Linked DNA regions of Mus musculus: regions 2 and 3 are each linked to region 1. The links are chromatin contacts, called in public promoter capture Hi-C maps. All regions are on one chromosome and are shown on one strand. The core of a region is the stretch at or near the end of the contact, and the rest is flanking DNA. Distances in the headings are between cores, read along the strand shown. Region 1 holds the start of Cers5 (ceramide synthase 5). Region 2 holds the start of Sp1 (trans-acting transcription factor 1). Region 3 holds the start of Aaas (achalasia, adrenocortical insufficiency, alacrimia).

Region 1 (3,534 bases), core at 266-2,765:
TATTTATTATATATTTACTTTTTGCATCTGAGTGTCTGGCATAGCACTTTTAGAAGAGATAAATAGTATTACTAAATACAGATTAGTGACTAGCTGGATATAAGAAAAAAAACCCTTGTAGACAAATCAAAGAAGTAATCCAAAACAGATACTTCTGAGTAATGGATTATTTTGTCTAACCACATCTCCACACTAGAAAAGGAATTCTGGCATCAGTGTCGTGTTTGTTCTAGATAAGGTTTTTACAGAAGGCGTCTCTGCCTACGAGGAAAGTACTTCCTTGGAGTTTGAGTAAGCTTTATCAAAAACACAGCTATGATTGATCCTCATTACAGATCGCATCAGATCCTTGAAGAACAGTGTCTTTTTGGCAGCAGATAAGACTAGCCCTTTGAAGAACGGGGTGGGGGTGGGGTGGGGGGGATCTTCTGCCCAGAGCATGTAGCTGGGCAAAGTATGTTGTGAATACTACCACCTTAGAAGCTGGTTCACAAAGCTGTTTCCAATAAAGTCTCAGGCTCCATCGCCTTCAAAATGACCACTTCTCCCATCTCAGGCTTCCAAGGCCCGTTCAGCAGTTCCTCTTGACACCTTCCCCAAATGTTGGAAGCCTCAGGCTTCACCACACCCTATCCTAGCCAGACGTCTGCTGTCATACTAACACGTTCACGCGCTAACAAATCAGGGCTTGGGGCCTAACTGATCCTGTTGTTTCAAACCCCAGAAGTAAAGTAACTTTAGCAAACATTACATCTCATGCATCCACCTACGTCGCTCGGAAGCTCTGGCGCTTGCACTGAACCCACAAGCTTCCAGGACCCCAGCTAATTCTGGTTCTCCCAGGCCCTTCCCGTTCCTCTCGCCGGGCACTGCGGGAGCACGACTCACTCTTGGGTTCCTGGAGATTGGGAGGCAGCCTTCGAGAGCTCCATGCGACTCTGTGATCTGCACTTCTGAGGCCCAGCACTCCCCTCGATTCTCTCTCACTCGCCCACACCCTAGACTCGCGCGGTCTGCGCGCACGCAGGCTCCAGGGGCGCGTCGCCGGGCTCCGAGCATCCCCGCCGCGGCCCGGGCTCCCCGGCTCCCCCGCCCCGCCGCCTCGGCTTCCGGCCCTCGGTCTCCGGCCCAGGCGTCCCGCCCCTACCCCCCGCCATCCCCGGCCCCGCGCAGCAACGCTCACCGCTCAAACAGCATCCTCACGGAGAAGATGCACACTGCCAGCGGGAACACCGACAGCACGTGCTGGGCGCGCGGGTAGCCGTAGCCGTCGCCCGGGCCCTCCAGGTCCGCCCAGCTCACGTTCTGAGGCAGCCAGAAGCTCTCGCTCCACAGCCAACCCCACAGGAGGCCCAGGGTTTCCGCTGCTGCAGTCGCCATCTTACGCGCGCCCGGCGGCCACTGCCGCCACAGCCTCGGAGGCAGTCAAGGCAAAAGGAACCCGCTGGGAGGCGGCCCCGAGGCGGGGCCCGGCCTACGGCCACCCTCTTCCGTCCCTGGGTCCTCCCAGCCGCCCAGCCCGCCTCTCCCGCAAGGATGGCCTCCTCCCCGCCCATCCCGCCTTCCCGCCCACTTCTCCGTCGCAGCAGCCCAGGCCCCTCATGTGGGTCCCGGCCTCGCCCCGCGTGCCCATTTCTTCTTGGCCACGCCCACCTGTCCTGGTCACGCCCCTCACCTGCAGCCCGAGCCACGCCCAGTTTCTTTCAGCAGGTTCGACATCACCATGGTCACACCCCTACCTCAGGCTAGTTTCTCCCTTTTGGAAACACTCTTCCTAGTCCAGCAGATTCAAGTTCTTTCTGGCTCCCGGCCCGGCTATACGTTCCTGATCATCACTTACAGTCCCGGTGTCCCAGCCAGCCGGCTGTGCTGTTCATCCTAGTTGATTCCTCCTCCTCCTCCTCCTCCCCCTCCTCCTCCTCCTCCTCCTCCTCCTCCTCCTCATACTCCTCCTCCTACTCCTCCTTCTCCTTTTTTGCACTTCCTTGATCTCCACCCCCCTCCTTGGCTTTAGGCCTTAAAAGTTACCTTCACTTTTTCTCAGAGAAAACACAAGGCTTTGAAATATCTTTACATTAAAAGCCTGTAATTCCAGCCTCCACTGTAATCCCACTTGGGGCTCAGGGTCGTTCTCTGCAAGTTCAGGGCCAAAATGAACTTCATGAGACCTCCCCATCCCACCCCCATTCCCTTTTGAGTGTCTGTGGGAGGTAGTGTTTCACAGCTGACGGCTCCGCACTTGGGTGACCAAAGGGAGAGAATTGTCCCTTCCTTTTAAGACCAGTTTGCATACAGTACAGGACAAAAGGTTCCTCCTCTCCCCTCTTGAGGCAGAAGGTAATGGGGGGAAAAAAAAGCAACAAGGCAAAAGGAAAATAAATGACCGCTAGTTTTAATGACATCTGTCATGTAGCAGTTTATGAAGGAATAAACTGAAGTCCAAAGAGGCAGAATAGTTTGCCCAAAGTCATATAGACCAACAGCTGTAATTAGAAAATAATTAGAGGGGCTGGTGAGATGTCTCAGTGGGTAAGAGCACCCGACTGCTCTTCCGAAGGTCTGGAGTTCAAATCCCAGCAACCACATGGTGGCTCACAACCATCTGTAATGAGATCTGACTCCCTCTTCTGTAGTGTCTGAAGATAGCTACAGTATACTTAGATATAATAAATAAATAAATCTTAAAAAAAAAAGAAAGAAAATACTTAGACTCCAGAACTCTCATTTCCTTATCTTACAAACCACCTCAACTTTATTTTTTTATTTATTTATTGTTTCCAGCCCGCTTGGGCCCAGATCGCTTTGGCCTATTTATTTATTATATGTAAGTACACTGTAGCTATCTTCAGACACCCCCAGAAGAGGGGATCAGATCTCATTACAGATAGTTGTGAGCCACCATGTGGTTGCTGGGATTTGAACTCATGACCTCTGGAAGAATAGTCAGGGCTCTTATCTGCTGAGCCATCTCTCCAGCCCCCCACCTCAACTTTAAATGGTCAGAGCAAACCTTGAACTCTTGTAAATCTACCTAAACAAGGAAACAAACCAGAGACCAGGCAGTTTTCAGAGGACTAAACTGTCCTTCAATTGCCAGAGAGCCCTGAACATTGGTTAAAACTTAGCTACAAGGCTAATAGCCAGGAACTAACTGGGGACAGCGGTGATGGTAATCTCAACTTACGGTCTGAGGACAACAGATAAAGGAACTTCACAACTAGTAGGGTATGTTTAAAGTGTGAGGTGAGGGCCAGTCATGAAAGAGCCACCCAGTGAGGACACTCAAAAGTGTTCCTCACCTGAGTGCTTCTCAGACGTTAGCCTTATCCCATGCCGCATATGGAGAGTGTTAGGAGCTTTCTGGGCCCAACCAGAGATGCTCTGAACAGAACCCATGGGAGTGGACTTAATTGACTTTTCTGTTTTGGTGTTGCAGATTGAACCCTGGCCTTACGCATGGGAAGCACACTCGCTGCAGCTGAGCTACAGCCTCAGCATTGCTTGCTTGCTTGCTTGCTTTAGGATTTATTGGTT
Region 2 (3,534 bases), core at 662-3,161, 2.6 Mb after region 1:
TAGCTTTGTAATCTTGGGCATGTTACTTCTCAAATTAATTTTTCTCCACTTAATATTTCTGATGCTGAATATCTTTCTTTCTTTCTTTCTTTCTTTTTTTTTTTTTTTGGTTTTTCGAGACAGGGTTTCTCTGTGTAGCCCTGGCTGTCCTGGCGCTCACTTTGTAGACCAGGCTGGCCTCGAACTCAGAAATCCAATCTGCCTGCCTCTGCTTTCCATTGCCCGGGTGAATATTTTTCTTAACGTCTTAATTTTCGTTGTTGTTTTGAAACATTGTTGGTCTGCACAGCCCTAGCTGTCCTGAAACTCAGTATGTAGATCAGGTTGGCATCAAACTTAGAAGAGATCCTCCTGCCTCTGCCTCCAGAGTTGGGTCCTAAAAGTGTGTACTACCATGCCTTACATTGAGTTTGTCATAATCAGTGCTAAATGCCTATTTAACTGGGACAACCAGGTATCTCAGCTGTCACTTCACATTTCCAAGGCCATCTCCAAAGGAGCAGAGAGCCTCGGTTCCTATCTTTAAAGTGTTTCCCTTTTTTTACAGGAGCATCCAGCCCGTAAAGTAGGACACATTAAGTGATTAACTGTATTAGTTCCAAGTACTAAACGTGGTGACACCAGTCAGTGACAAAGTTTAAATGAGGAGAAAGAAGGCGAAATGGAGGCCAGAGATTGAGGTGCCTAAGGCAAAATCTTTAACCTTTGTGATTGCAAAAGGAAGTAACTAGGTTAGCGTGCTTTCTACTAAGAGGGAAAATGGAAGTAGTTTATGAGAGCTTGGCTTCACGAAGTTCCCCAGCGTGCGTTACTCTGAAAGCTGAGTTGGTTTAGCAGGTCTGGGGCAGCTTAAGAAAATGGCGCTTGCTACATCTTCCCGAAAGACTTCCATATTGGTCAGCTCAGTCGACTTGGGTTTTCGCGTGCCGTCACCAAGCTGTCGTCCCGCCCGCCGCCGCAGGGCTTCCACCCACGGCCAGGGGGAGCCGCCCGCCCATCCCGGCAGGGGTGACATTCGAGGGGTGCTGTGTAGGAGCGGGGAAGGGACAACCCGAACAGTCTCGGGCGACGCGACACTCTCGCCCTCACGCGTCTCGACTCTGACACTTGTGGAGGGCTCCACTCAAGCGCACACCCTAACGAGGGAAGGAAGCCTCCCGAGGAGGGCCAACATGGCGACCAACTCCTTTTGGCACAGCCCGGTTCCCTCCTCAGGATGGGCGGCCCTGTAACGACCATTGGCCAAAGCTAGAGGCGGTGCCATGCTGCCTTCGCTGCCTCATTGGCTTGAGTATCGGAGGAGGAAGCCTGTTCTCCTCTCCCCATTCCAAGTTCCAGCCTCCACCTTCTCCTCGGCGCGTAATTGGCTGTTCGTTCACGTCAATACGCGTCCTGTTCCGGCTCTTTTCAGTTATCGTCCAATCAGAACTTTCTTAACTGCCCGCCTGAATTCTGATTGGTTTAGGAAGCTTGCTCCTATCCCATTCCGGCCTATTTCTTACTCTTCCCCCTACACGGACTTTGCCCAGGCATGCCCAGGATTCTGGTTGGTCGTTGTCCTGTCTTTCTTACTTAAGCTCTTCCTATCCCTACCGCTCACGGAGCCCGCCTGGAGGTTGACTGGTTTCTCTGCAAGTCCATCGTCATCTCATCCCGCCCACCACCACTTCCTGAGTTTCTAATTGGTTGCTAAAACTGAGAGGGCGGCCTTTCTGGGCGGAAACCAAGTACGCAACTTGCTCTTACACGCCTCAGCGAGAGAGCGAGTCCTACCATTGGGTAGGCAGCCCGCCTTTCCTCTGCAAGGCCCTCCTTTCACCCTCCCTCATTGGGCGGGGCAGTAGATAAGGGGCGGGGATTAGGCCGGGCTTGTGGTGCGCTGCTCCCTCCTCCTTACCCCCCCCTCCCTGTCCGGTCCGGGTTCGCTTGCCTCGTCAGCGTCCGCGTTTTTCCCGGCCCCCCCCAACCCCCCCGTACAGGACCCCCTTGAGCTCGCCCCTCAGCTGCCACCATGAGCGGTAAGGATGAGTCCACTCCGAGCCTAGGGGTGGGAGGGGAGTGAGGGGGCGCGCGCGAGGACCGACCGGGCGGTCCCCGCTGTGAGGGGGGGCGGGCGGGAGGCGGCGGCGGCGGCCTTGGTCCCGCCCGGGGCGGAGGGAAGGGAGGGAGAAGGGGCAGTGGCGGGGCCTCGGAGGAGGAGGGGGATGGGCTACCCGCCCCGGGGGAGGGGGCAGCGTGGCCTCGCCCGCCCCCTGCCCGCCCCGGCCACGAGGGACGGGCCTTACCCCCCACTACCCGGCCGGCCGCCTGAGGCTCCTCCCGTCGGGGGCTGGCGCCGCGGGGGCGGCCCGACCAGTGCAGGCCCCGCCTGGGCCAACCGCCTCCCCGGTCCGCCCGCCCTCCGGTCGCAGCCTGCCCCGGGCCCTCCCCCGCACCCCCGTAAATTTCCCTTCCCCCATCCGACCCGCCCTTGCCACGCCTCTATCCCCGAAACCGCCCCTTCCTTCTTTGGACCGCCTCCTCAGCCCCAAACCTGGGTTCTAATCCCTAGACCCTTACCTGTCCTCTCAGATGTTTCCTCACCTTCTCTTAGGATTTACTCTTTCTCAGTCCCTTCCTGTTATTGTTTACACTAGATCTTTCTTCATCTCTTATAGTCCTAATTTTAGCACACTTTCCATCCACCCACATGTTGGGTCTCCTTTTCCTTCCAGGATGCATTTTTTTTTTTTTTCTTTTTTGAGATAGGTTCTATGTGGTATTCGTAGTAACTCGAAGTTACTATTGCAGCCCTCAGACTTTTAGCTGTCTAGGTGCCTCTTCCTCTTGAGTGCTGGGATTAAGAGTGCTATCAACCCTAAGGAGCAACTCTTTATTTCTGAGACACTGAAATTCCAAATTCCCTTTCTCAAAAGGGCTATTTGTATTGGGATCAGTTCTTACTCTGTAGGCCTGGAAGACCTAGAACTGGTGAACCACCTGGCTCATCCTTCCAAGTCTTGGGATTATAGGTGTGAGTCACCATGCCTAGCTTCCAAAGCAATTTTTGAGTCATTTCTGGGGTTAATTTGTGCATAGGAAAATAGTGGCCTGTCTTGGGCACCATTAAGCTATGTGTCTATGGCTTTGGCATCCCAATTTACTATGTAGCTGAGGATTTCTTTGAACTTTTGCCTCCACTTCCAAATTCTGGGATTTTAGGCTTACCACCATATTTAGACCTATCTGGCTAAGATCTTTTTAAAAACTGTTCTGTCAGTCATTGCTGACGGTCAAATCCTTAATTTTAAATCTTATGTTGTTTTTAACACACCCCCCCCTACACACACACATACACTTAATTTATTTCTTTTGTAATTATTTTTAGACCAAGATCACTCCATGGATGAAGTGACAGCTGTGGTGAAGATTGAAAAAGATGTTGGTGGCAATAATGGGGGTAGCGGCAATGGTGGCGGTGCCGCCTTTTCTCAGACTCGAAGCAGCAGCACAGGCAGTAGCAGCAGCAGTGGTGGCGGAGGAGGGCAGGTGAGT
Region 3 (3,534 bases), core at 568-3,067, 2.6 Mb after region 1:
CCATCACCACAATACCACTGCCCAGTTTCTGTTTTGTTTGCTTTTGGTTTGGTTGGTTGGTTTTGAGATAGTCTCATGAAGTCCAGGCTAGCCTCAATTTTGCAATGTAGCCAAGAATAGCCACGTGCTTTTGCTCCTCCTGCCTAGTGTGAGATTACAGACATGTACCAATCATACCTAGTTTTACATGGTGCTAGTTACTGATCTTAGGGCTTCCTGCATGCCAGGCAAGCACTCTGCCAACTGAGCTATACCCCAAGTCCTGTATGTAAAATTTGGATAAAAGGCTATTTGACAACAACTCACAAAGTAACAAGCAAACTCATGAACCCAGGAACATAATTGCCAGGGATTCGTTTTTTTTTTGTTTGTTTGTTTTTTCAAGACAGGGTTTCTCTGTGTAGCCCTGGCTGTCCTGGAACTCACTCTGTAGACCAGGCTGGCCTCGAACTCAGAAATCCGCCCGCCTCTGCCTCCGGAGTGCTGGGATTAAAGGCGTGAGCCACCACGCCCGGCACCAGGGATTCTTTTTACAGATAATGGCAATGATAATAATGGGGATGGCAAACACATCAAGGGATTAATGTGCCAGGAAATGCTTCTATGTGCTTTGTATCTATTTAGTCACCATGGTTTAAAGGGGTTTGGCTTTAGGACAGAGTAATTATGTAACTTTTCCAAACGTACAGTTAAAAAAAAAAAAGATAGCACAGCTTTAATTCTTACATGTCCTACATATTAACGAATCAATTCAACCTTTTCCTAACTTTCCTGAGCTTCAGATAAAAGCAAATGAGGTCGGTGCTGAGAGCAGGTTTGTAAAATCAAGCCAAGCTATTAGGGATAAATGAGGTTTCTGGTACACCCTTGAGTTTTACAATAAAAATGGATCACCTAATATGATTTGTGGTAATATGAAGACACAGACTGCAATAAGCAGCCATTCAAGAGCTGCCCAAAGCAGGCTCGGTAGACCATGGCCTATTTAAGCCACTGTTTGCTATGCCTCACCAAACATTGATGCATCTCTTCCACACTTGCTCACGGTGATGGATGAAGGCAGTTCTTGTACCATGGTCCAGCCTCCCTGGGGCTTTTAGGGGATCCTTGGTCAGGTGTAGGACAGGAAGATTGATCCACTATACCTCAGAAGAGAGGGAGGCAGTCAGTCTCTTCCCCAAATCTTAACAGAACTCCTTGCCATCTCCAACCTATGGCATAAGAGATTCCACGGCCCCATTTCCCATACCCACAAATGTAACACTTGTGGGACAGAAAATTTTCAGTCCTCATCTGCAAACCACAATCGTTTTTCACAGGGTTGACACTAGAGAAGACCTGATGGACGGCATCCATCATCTTCTCTACCCCTCCTAGAACCTCCTCACATGCCTTGGCATGCCTAACTGGGTAACACAGGCCCTAAAATATATTTCGTTCTCTCCAGTCTCCTGTGGGAGTCATGCCGTTCCCAATCACTTGTGAGCGAGCCCCGCCGCGTCGCCTCTATTCCCACTTTCCGCATCCCCACCGCAGCGTTCCCACCCGGACCACCTGGCCCCGAAAGTCGGGAGGCGGGCTCTCATAGCTGTTGCCGGTCACCAGCTCGTTATTGTGCTCATACAGGGTGACTTGACCTCTAGGCGGCGGCGGGGGGAACAACCCCAGGGAGCACATCTTGCCAGTCCGGAGAGCGTCTGGAATCGACAGGCTCCCGGCTGGTGACGACTGCGCTCCCCGGAATCTTAGTTCCCGGGCTAGATTCGTGTGAGGACGGGTAGCCGTACAGGACAAACGACTGCGCGAAGCTGAACGGAAGTGCAAGGAAGAAAGTTCCGAGTCGGGTTTCGGGACGGACTTCCGGGACTTCCTGGCGCGCCCCCTTGCGTACGGAGCGGGCACGACGCTGACACGTCCGAGGACCGACCTGTGGCGTAAGGAGCGCCGCGGTTTGGTTTTGGTTTGTTTCCTGTAAGACTACTGTTTTTTCCAACTCTGAATCCCCAGCAGCGTCTCCCACTCACTTACTTAGTACGGAAAAAGCCCAAAATAAGCCAGGTTTAGGAAAGTACCTAATTAAACTCTCCAACCCCCGTAAATATCCTTGAGGAATATACAGACGATGTCATCCTACCAGTGAGCTTTCCCCGCCCCCCCACCTCCAAAAAAAAAACAAAAAAGACTTTAGAGGACAGTCAGAACGGACTTCACAGGGTAAGGCGTCCTGAAAGAGAGAGACGGACACTGGAAGGACAGTAACTTTTCCCGAGTATATCACTAACAAACGCTTCTATAATCCTTACAATAACCCCAAAAGTGCACCGTTGAACTACCAGTAGCAAAATGACACAGATTGGACCAAAATACACACAAACCAGACATTGGTGGGGCATATTGGCCCAAGGCTGTAATGCCTACAGGATGTGGACAAGAATAAAAGGTTAGTGTAGACTGCGTAGCAAGCCCCTGCCTCCAAATACCGTTGACTCCGATCTGTAATCCCAGCATTGGGAGGTACAGGCAGGAGGATCACTGAATGTCCACTCCATAGTTCTCTTCCAACTTGAGATACATACCACCCTGACTTTGTCTTATTTAGGCTTTGTTGTTTGTTTGTTTGTTTGTTTTAAGATTTGTTTTATTTATATGAGTACACTCTCATGGTTTTCAGACACACCAGAAGAGGGTATCTGATTCCATTACAGATGGTTGTGAGCCACCATGTGGTTGCTGGGAATTGAACTCAGGACTTCTAGAAGAGCAGTCAGTGCTCTTAACTGCTGAGCCATCTCTCCAGCCCTAGGCTTTATTTTGAGGCAGGGTATGGCTATGTTGCTCTGGCTAGCACGGAACTTGCTATGTAGACATGACTGACCTTGAATTCATAGAGATTCATACCTCTATCTCCCAAGAGTGCTGAGATTAAAGATCTACCACCATGCTCTCCTGAGACCTTTTCTGAAACTGAAGGGGTTGGGGGGGGGGCTAGAACTACAGAGAGATGTTTAGATGGTTTAATTCTAACTTAATTCAATTGTGAGCTCAAAATCTGAATAGACAAATGGGAGGGAAGTGTGGGATGGTGAGACTCACAGGAACGGTATTAGCCTTTCCCTGCTATTGCTATCTCTCTGCTTCCTGGCCATTATGAATAAGCAAACTCTTCCACCTGCTCCTGAATCTATGATGCTCTGCCTCACCTGACACCCAAAGAAATGGACTCACCTAGCCTTTAATTGAAACTGACTCTGAGCCTGACCCTCCTCCTCGAGAGCACTTTTGTCACTGGGCATGGTGGTGCATGCACACCTGTAGTACTATACAGGGAGTATAAGGGGCTTTTAAAAATATTTTTTTAATTTGTGTTTTGCCTGTATGCACCTATGTGCACCACATGCATGCAGTGTCCACAGCAGCCAGTAAAGGGCGCTGGACTCCCCTGGAACAGGAGTTACAGATGGTTCTGAATCATCATGTAGATTTGGGGAACAGAACCAGGATCCTCTGCAAGAACAGTAACTGCTCTTAGCCACT

The links. Promoter capture Hi-C pulls out the DNA fragments that hold promoters and counts their contacts.
Region 2: a contact with region 1 is called in a promoter capture Hi-C map of pre-B cells, with 4 times the contacts expected there. The contact joins the promoter of Sp1 here to the promoter of Cers5 in region 1.
Region 3: a contact with region 1 is called in a promoter capture Hi-C map of liver, with 4 times the contacts expected there. The contact joins the promoter of Aaas here to the promoter of Cers5 in region 1. A contact is called at or near these places in 4 of 39 promoter capture datasets (embryonic stem cells, hippocampal neurons, liver and 1 more).

Annotation. Positions count from the first base shown.
Region 1 is chr15:99,771,000-99,774,533 of GRCm38.p6, forward strand. It overlaps Cers5 (ceramide synthase 5), which reads right to left and starts at 1,516. Exons shown (of 10, transcript NM_028015.2): 1 at 1,184-1,516. The coding sequence starts at 1,380.
Region 2 is chr15:102,404,405-102,407,938 of GRCm38.p6, forward strand. Sp1 (trans-acting transcription factor 1) reads left to right here and starts at 1,912. Exons shown (of 6, transcript NM_013672.2): 1 at 1,912-2,018; 2 at 3,368-3,528. The coding sequence starts at 2,012.
Region 3 is chr15:102,348,942-102,352,475 of GRCm38.p6, forward strand. Aaas (achalasia, adrenocortical insufficiency, alacrimia) reads right to left here and starts at 1,818. Exons shown (of 16, transcript NM_153416.2): 1 at 1,555-1,818; 2 at 1,012-1,139. The coding sequence starts at 1,677. Gm36246 (predicted gene, 36246) reads left to right here and starts at 1,886. Exons shown (of 3, transcript NR_155425.1): 1 at 1,886-1,971.